Regions from separate parts of the Sus scrofa genome. Here regions 2 and 3 are each linked to region 1. Evidence: chromatin contacts called from public HiChIP or PLAC-seq data. All regions are on one chromosome and are shown on one strand. The core of a region is the stretch at or near the end of the contact, and the rest is flanking DNA. Distances in the headings are between cores, read along the strand shown. Region 1 has its middle 140 kb from the start of SCARB1. Region 2 overlaps NCOR2 (nuclear receptor corepressor 2). Region 3 has its middle 56 kb from the start of NCOR2.

Region 1 (2,772 bases), core at 204-2,703:
TGAGTTGTGGTCCTTTATGTGGATAATCCACTGTTTTCTTATCCATTCACCTGTCAATGAGCCATTGGTCTATTTCCAGTTTGGGACTATGACAAAGAAAGTGACTCTGAACATTCATGCACAAGTCTCTGTCTGAACATACACTTTCATTTCCCTTAGGAAAATACCCAGGAATGGGATTTTTTGGTCCTATGGCAGGTATATATTTTACCTCTTTAGAAACCCCCAAACTGTTTTCCAAAGCAGCTGCACCATTTTGCATTCATTCCAGCTGTGTATGAGAATTCCAGGGCCTCCATAGCTTCATCAACCCTTTTCCATTGTCAGTCTTTTTAAATTTTAGTCATTCTAATTGGTGTGCCATGGTATCTCATCATGATTTTGGACAATGAGATCTTCAAGATCTTCAAGATCTCCAGAACGTTCACTCATGCATTTGAATATTTTCTGAGCATTCACAAAACCCCAGGCACTGTGTGAGGCACAGCTATGAGTGAAAGCAAGCCCAATCTTGTGGTGTATGCAATTGACATTTATCAATTGTTCAGCTGCAGGGGTTTCAAAGGCATGTGATGCTGGGAGACGCAAAGCAGGCAAACATGATTTGCTCTTGAGGGGAGGGAATCAGGGCAGGCTCCTCTGAGGAAGTGGCATTAGAGCTGAGCTCTGCAGACTGAGTTAGAACTGCCTAGTTGAGGGGGAAGGAGGCAGGGAAGAGAAGGCCACATAAAAATGTCTATGAATGAGTTGGGATGCTTTGGGCTATAAGTAATAGGTATGAAGAAACATAATGGTCTCATATAGTAAGAAGTCTGGAAAGCATCAGTTTCAGGATGATTTGAGCTCCGCAATCAAGAACCTAGGAGCTTACCAAATTTCTGCCCTACAATCTCAGTGGGTCAGCTATATAGTCACATGGGTCAACCTCATAGTCATAAAATGGTTGCTGTGACTCCTTCACACAACAGTGAACCAAGCAGGAAAGAAGGATGAGGCAGAAAGAGATTTCTTCTCATGTACTTCTCTCTTATTAAGGGGGGACATCTGCCCCCAGCAGAGTCCCCTAACATCTCATTAGCTAGAACTGGGTCTCACACACACCTCAGATCAACAAGAAATAGGATTTCCTTAGACCTATCTGATTCATCTCCTGGGACATGGTAGCTCATAACAGTGGCTGGCAAGGTGACTATCAGGGCCCACCTGGCTTACAGATTACTGTTTAACTGAATCAGCTGCCATTTTAGGAATGTCTGGGTGCTCACCTGAGAGAATTCACCCAAGGCGACATGGCAAAAACCGGTGGCCTCATCTCAAACTTTAAGACTTACTTCTCAAATATCCCCTGAGCCCTCAAGAGGGCCCAGTGTGGGGCATGGCTGGAAGCAAAAGGGTGAGTTACATGAGCCCAGATCCAAGCCCTTCTGAGGGTCTGTGACCCCCTCTCTCCAAGTCACACTGAGATATCTGGAGCAGAGCTGGCGGCTGGACTGGGTGACAGCTCAAATCCTCCTTGACCCCCGCCCCAGCCCAACCAGCCACTGGCACTCAGCCAGTCCTCTCTCTTTCTCTCTTGCAAAACTCTTTGTTTTTTCACTTCCCTGTGGGAAACATCTCAGCGATTCCAGAACACAGCTCTGAAGAGGAAGGTCAACCAGAAACAAGACATATCAGCCCACTCCCCCCCCGCCCCCATTCCCTCTCAGGTGAGGGGGGCCCAGCTAGGTTTGTGTGTGAGTCTGTCCACATATGCAGTTGTGTAGGCTTGGGGGAGTTGGTGAAGTGTGTGCAAGTGGGTTTGTGTTTGCAGGGGGTGTGGACCTCGCCTGACAGGTGTATGCTGTGTGTTACGTTCATTCCTTTGGCCAAGATTGACTAACAACCAACTGCATGCCTGACTCTTCTTTGAGTTTCCAAGAAAACATTAGGAACAAAATTCCCCCAACTAGCAGACTCATATTCTCCTGGGAAAGAGGTAAAACAAACGAGAAAACAAACGGTCATTTTAGATAATGCTCCTCTGTGCTGGGATGCAAGGAGAGCCTGGAGAGGCCTTAGATTCTTCCGCCTAAGAAGCCAGATGAGGCCTCTCTGTGCAGCTGACACCTGAGCCAAAAACTAGGTAAGAAGGACGCAGCTGTGCTAAGAGCTTGGGGAGGCCAGTTCCAGGTAGACAGTACACTGAGCACAAAAACTCCAAAGTGAAAAAGAAGCAAGGAAAAGAAAGGAAAGTCTACGAGTATGGGGGGCAGTGTGTGTGCCCCGAAGCTGCGTGTGCGTATGGTTGGAGGGCCTGGGCATAGTCAGCTCTGATTTGGATATTGAGTCAAACTAGACCAGGAGGGCTCTTGTTAGAGAAGATGTACTTTTTTCCAGAAACCCTGGAGGCAGGTGGAGCAGTTAAGAAGCTGTCTCTCAAAAACTCTAATTTGCAAATATCCATGCATCATTGAAGCACTACTCACAACAGTCAAGACACAGAAACAAATTAAATGCCCATCAACAGATGAGGGGATGAAGATGTGAGACAGCGCTCACACACACACACTGGAATACTACTCAGCCATAAAAAAGAACAAAATAATGCCATTTGCAGCAACATGGATGGACATAGAGATTATCATACTAAGTGAAGTAAGACAGAGAGAGAGAGACAAATATTATATAATATCTCTTATATGTGGAATCTAAAAAAAAAAGGTACAAATAAACTTATTTATAAAACAGAAAGAGACTCCCAGACATAGAAAACAAATTTATGGTTACCAAAAG
Region 2 (2,772 bases), core at 77-2,576, 250 kb before region 1:
ACTACATGACTAATAATAATAACAACTAACGCTCAGCACTTACTGTCCATCAGGCACTGTGTTCAGTGCTTTACAAAAATAAATACAGTTAATTGTCACTATGACCCAATGAGATATGTGTTACTATGAGTCCTAGTTTACTGATGAGGAAACTGAGGCACAGAGAGGTTAAGATGCCCGCTCAGGGTCACACAGCTTTTTTTTTTTTTTTTTTTTGTCTTTTTAGGGCTGCTTCCACGGTATATGGAAGTTCCTCGGCTAGGGGTTGAATCAGAGCTGTAGCTGCTGGCCTACACCACAGCCACAGCAACACCAGGTCCTTAACCCACTGAATGATGTCAGGGATCAAACCCGTATCCTCATGGATACTAGTTGGGTTTGTTATCGCTGACCCATAGTTCCTCACATATCTGTTCCTCTATTAAGGAACAGATCTCAGAGTTGAACTCAGATCATCTGGCCCAGAGTATGGGCTTCCTACACTAAGCCAAACCAAATGGGTTGGACTCCAACGTGTCAATCTTGCAGCCTGACTGGCCAGAGTTGGGAGTATAGCTGGAGTGTCTTTGCTCCACTACCTCCCCCCAGCACGGCCTGGCCCACCTACCGGCCGCTATCTGCCAGTCCCTCTCATCAGGAGGGTGGATTTCCTGCCTCCTCCAGAAGACAGGGCAGCGCCTGGCAACAGCCAGACTTCCTCCTTCCCTCCGCACCCACCTGCCGCCCCTGCCCACCTCTCCAGCCAACCCCCCACCCCGTCCCCCAGCTCACCAGCTCCACCTGGGGCCCCAGGCCTTCCAGAATCCGATGCGCAGCCTCGGCCTTCTTCTGCAGGGTGATGGAGAAGAGGAGGAATTAAAAACAGAAAAAAATCCTAACACACACACACACACACACACACACACACACACACACAGAGGGAACAGATTATAAATAGAGGCCTCTCGGAACAGCAGGCAGCTGCCCAAGCCAGCACGACTGTCCAGGCCTGGGGGGTGGGAGGGGACAGGGTCCCCCTGCAAGCCCTCCCCAGGCTGGTGACAAACACAGAGGGCCTGAACATCCCCGCAGAGGCCCTGGCAAGCCCGCCAAGTTTCGATGCGAACAAACGCACCCTGTTCTCTGGCGCCTGCCCCCCAAAGCCCCCAGCCCAACGCCCTCCTCGTGGCCCGAGGCGGGCACAGCTCCTTGCCAGCTGCCGACACTGCCAGGCCCGAGAGGCCTTCCTCCGCCTTGGAAACTGGCTGGGTGTCTACAATTACCTCAGAGCTGGTGCCGCCAGCTCGGGGGAGGGGGGAGGGCAAGATAGAGGCGCTGGGAGATACCCTTTCTAGGATTCTTGTATTTCACAATCATGTGACTCTTTCTGAGCTGCCCTGGGGCCTCCCCGCCTCCCTCCCCACTCACAACCGGGACTTATTAGGAAAACAGGAACATATGGCAGAAAGGGCTGGGTGGCTGCGAATTCAACAGGCTGGACCTCGGGGCCTCTGGCCGTGAAGGCGGACATTGTATCTTGGCCAGGCCCCCAGCCTGGGACCAGGAGGGCCTGGCCAGCCATGCTGGCCAGGAGACAGGGTGGACAGAGAGCTGCAGAAGGTGGCTGCAGGGAGTCTCTGTTGGCTGGAAAATGGGGTGCCCACGGCACACATGTGGGAGACCCAAGTCCTGCCCGACACCCAGGAAAGGCTGGGTGCCCCCACCTCAGCCAAACACGGAGACCATCCAGGACCAGTGCAGGCTGGCAGGCTGGGCCATGCAGGACACGGTCATCAGAGTGAAACTGCTCCCCAGGGAACCCCAAATCCAGACTCACTAAGTGGGGGGGTGACCCAGAGCCTTAGGAACGTGGCTGACAACAGAATCCGAGGTACAGGCTTCAGGTGTTGCAGCAGGGAGGAGGGGCAGCCTCCCCGTCCCCAGCCCCCACAACACAGAGTAGGTATGTAGGTGGGCTCAAGCTGGCACCTAGAACTAGCTCCGCCTAGAGCCCTGGGCCCAGCCCACCCAAGAACAAGCCATGATCTCGGCCCCCTTTGTGCTGAGCCAAAACCCGGAGAGCAGCAGCCTCAGGGTGTGGCTGGAGGCCAGAAAATCAGGGGGCAAATTATTATTGGAAGGACTGCCATTTTTTTAAGCACCTACTATGAGCCAAACATCAAGCACAAGGCATGTTATTAATACCTGAAGCACACACAACATGAAGTGAGGCAGATATATGAAGTATCCCCATTTGGGAGATCCCGTCGTACCTCAGTGGAAATGAATCGGGCTAGGATCCATGAGGACGCAGGTTCAACACCTGGCCTCGCTCAGTGGATTAAGGATCCGGCGTTGCTGTGGCTGTGGTGCAGGCCAGTGGCTACAGCTCTGATTCAACCCCCCAGCCGGGGAACCTCCGTATGCCACAAATGGGGCCCTAAAAAGCAAAAAAAAAGAAGAAGTATTCCCATTTAACAGATAATGAAACTGAAGCACAGAAAGATGAGGTCAGGAAAAGTCATCCTTCTGATCTCCAGGCTCTAAGAAGGACAACAAGGGCTGGCCCCGTCCAGGGACCCCACTGGGTTGTGTCTTGCATCTTCTATGAGGTGGGGAAGGTACCAGCCTGAAAGTCAGCACAGATCACTCAGCCCTGGCCATACCTTGAAGCCAGAAAGTGTCAGCATGGGGTATGGAAGCTGAAAGAATTCCTTAGTTGGGCCAACTGAAAGACTGGGTATAGGGTGGGGAGGGCACAGGGTAGCCCCCAAACATTTGATCACCCACTCT
Region 3 (2,772 bases), core at 119-2,618, 140 kb before region 1:
GTTTCCCCCATCTGGGAACTTAGATCCCACACCAAGCTGCTGCCCCGCCAAAAAAAAAGAGGATAGAGGAACAAATGAATAAATGAAGACAACACAGGGAGAAAAGGAGGTGGAGGTTAGGCTTGGCCCTGGAGAATACAGAAATAACTGGGGATGGCTGGCCTGTTTTTCTAGAGCTCACTCTTCCGGGATATTTCAAAGCTGAACCTTTGCTTCCTTCCAACTCTCTCAACTGGGAGATACTCATTCAGGGTCCCTGAGTCCTTATGGGCAGTCATGGCATCAGATCAAACTTCCAGCCACTCCAGTGGGCTTGCCTCAAAATGGTGCCCCCTGGGCAGGCCTGGAGCAGCCAGGCATCTAGACAGTCAGAACTCAGGCTACAGGGGCATGGTGACCTGAGTCTCCTGGACCCTAGTCGCCTCAAGAGCTCCCCAGGCTCCCCAGGCCATCAGAGCACCCACAAAGGAAACGCCTCCCTCTTAGGATCTCTGCCAGTGACAACTCAAAAGATGTCCCTGACAACATCCATCACCAGGGGCAAGACTCATGTGCACATCAGAACAGTGCACACCCAGGAGATCTTACGTACACTTTTCATATTTTGTCATGCTTTGAAGTGAGGATGGCAGAGTTCCCGTTGTGGCTTAGCGGATTAAGAACGCAGCTAGTATCCATGAGGATGCAGGTTTGATCCCTGGCCTCATTCAGTGGGTTAAGGATCTGGAGTTGCTGCAAGCTGCGGAGTAAGTTGCAGATGCGGCTTGGATCTGGCGTTGCTATGGCTGTAATGTAGGCCAGCAGCTATGGCTCCCATTCACCCCTAGCCTGGGAACTTTCATATGCTGTGAGTGTGACCCTAAAAAAACCAATAAAGGGGAGGGGAAGAGGGGATGGCAAACTCAAAAGCCCGCAGGGCCTGGCAGGAATAGCAGGCCTGTGACTGGAGGAGAGGTGAGTAATAGAGATGGGTGGGGCCTGCGGCACACCCCCACGCCTGTCCCCAGGCACTCACAGTCACCCTCTGTTTAAAACACAAGCACAGCCAAGCCAAATACCAAATGCCTGGGTGGGCCACAGTCAGCCAGGGCCAGCTTGTCTGTGACCCCTGCAAAGCCTTAGCTCCCGGGCCAGTTTTCTACTCAGTGACCCAAAGTGTAGGGGTCGGGTGGCGGGGAGCGGGGGGTGGGTAGAAACTTCCTAAGTGGACAAGGCATCCTCTTCCAGAAGTGTGGGCAGGAGGAGGGAATGCCTGGTTCCCATGAATGCATCCCAGCTTTGGTCATTCACTCTGCATTTCAGCAAGCGCCTACTGTATGCTGGGTCCTGTGAGATGGAACAGCCCAGGAGATCAAGCCCAGCCCTCAGGAACAGGCATCCAGTGAGGAGCTGACACTCAAAACATGAAGTTATGGCAACGCCTGGGTACTAAAAGCCTTTGAAAGGGAAAGGAAAAAAATACCCTTGTGTTCAAAGAAAAGTGAAATTTCAGGACATAAAAGATTCTGGAAGGGACAGGATCTGCCCACATCCTGCTCCTTTCCCTGCACAGGAGAAGCCAGAGTCCCTCCAATCTCATAGTCCTTCAGTCCTTCATATCACTGAGAATGTCACCCAGAGCCCCACCCCCACCCCACCCCACCCCCCTTTGCTGCAAAAAACTGCCTTGTCACCCCTGGCTTCCTCTGATGTCTGTGCCTATATTTATGACACCCTGTGTATTTCAGAAAGAAGGAAGCAGAGAAGGAGATCAAGCCCTGGTCTGATAGGCCTGATTATCTCTGAAGATAAACAACTCGCTTTCTCCCAGGGCTACACTTGGGGGCGGGGGGCGGGGGGGGGGTTGCCTGCCAGTGGACATCTGTTCTCAGAGCAGAGGCTTTGCTCTCAGGGGCCAGTGAGACTTGAAAAGAGAAGTGTTGAGGCGAGATAACCTGGGTGGACGAGGGTCCCCGCAGCCCGGCTCACCGAGGCCAGAGGGCTGCCAGAGTGGACGTCAGTGGCGCTGGCTGTGTGGAGCCTGGGCATTCCTCCAATGGAACAGTCGGCAGCCGTGGCCAAGCACAGAACAGGCTGTGCGTTCTGATAGGGGCAGAGCTCCAAGATACATTGTTTAGCACAAAAGCAGGTGCAGACCTGGGTGTGCAGTGGGGTACCTTTTGTGCAAAAAGAGTGAGGGGGAGTAAAACTCAGCTACTTCCAGAAGAGTATGTATTTAGCAATTCAGGAGTGCCTACAGGGTGCCAGGCCCCATGCTAGGCTCAGGGAATTCAGCAGTGATCTGGGAGATAGGGGATGTTCCTGCCCTCACGGAGCAGAGGATCTGAAGGCAGAAATGCACAAGGAAAACTAAATAAATGTATCATACACTGTGTTAGAAAGTGGTTTGTGCCCTGAGAAAAAGTAAGTCAGGAAAGGAAGACATAACAGAGGTGAGGGAGTGAACCATGCAGTTTCTGGACAAAAGCAGAGCATGCAGAGGACACAGCCAGTGCAAGGGCCCTGGGGTGGGCACACGCCTGGTGTATTCAAGGAACGAGAGTAAGAGATTGACACTAGAGGTTGCCTGGGGTGGGGAGGAGGGTGTCTGGGAGTTGGGGTTTGAGTGAAATGCTCAATTTGCCTTGACCACATCCCATAGGGACTGCTTAAAGAACCATATGAAAGTTCTTTCTATTTTTTTCCTTGCTTTTTAAGGCCACACCCTCGGCATCTGGAGGTTTCCAGGCTAGGAGTCATATCAGAGCTGCAGCTACCAGCCTACACCACAGC

Evidence for each region. HiChIP or PLAC-seq counts read pairs in DNA pulled down with a chosen protein or histone mark.
Region 2: a contact with region 1 is called in an H3K27ac HiChIP or PLAC-seq map of alveolar macrophages. The contact joins two enhancer-like sites. A contact is called at or near these places in 2 of 2 datasets of contacts at active chromatin or transcription factors (alveolar macrophages and skeletal muscle).
Region 3: an H3K27ac HiChIP or PLAC-seq map of alveolar macrophages shows a contact between it and region 1. The contact joins two enhancer-like sites. A contact is called at or near these places in 2 of 2 datasets of contacts at active chromatin or transcription factors (alveolar macrophages and skeletal muscle).

Annotation. Positions count from the first base shown.
Region 1 is chr14:28,442,257-28,445,028 of Sscrofa11.1, reverse strand. No RefSeq gene overlaps it. Among named protein-coding and RNA genes, the nearest start is that of SCARB1, 140 kb to the right of the region's middle. Within about 2 kb of position 1,453, at least 8 of the 83 cell types and tissues checked have an H3K27ac peak or open chromatin away from gene starts, as enhancers often do. A contact at or near this core is called in alveolar macrophages, where this site is marked.
Region 2 is chr14:28,690,210-28,692,981 of Sscrofa11.1, reverse strand. NCOR2 (nuclear receptor corepressor 2) reads right to left here. Exons shown (of 49, transcript NM_001044576.1): 8 at 772-828. Among named protein-coding and RNA genes, the nearest start is that of NCOR2, 49 kb to the right of the region's middle. Within about 2 kb of position 1,326, at least 46 of the 83 cell types and tissues checked have an H3K27ac peak or open chromatin away from gene starts, as enhancers often do. A contact at or near this core is called in alveolar macrophages, where this site is marked.
Region 3 is chr14:28,585,172-28,587,943 of Sscrofa11.1, reverse strand. No RefSeq gene overlaps it. Among named protein-coding and RNA genes, the nearest start is that of NCOR2, 56 kb to the left of the region's middle. Within about 2 kb of position 1,368, at least 32 of the 83 cell types and tissues checked have an H3K27ac peak or open chromatin away from gene starts, as enhancers often do. A contact at or near this core is called in alveolar macrophages, where this site is marked.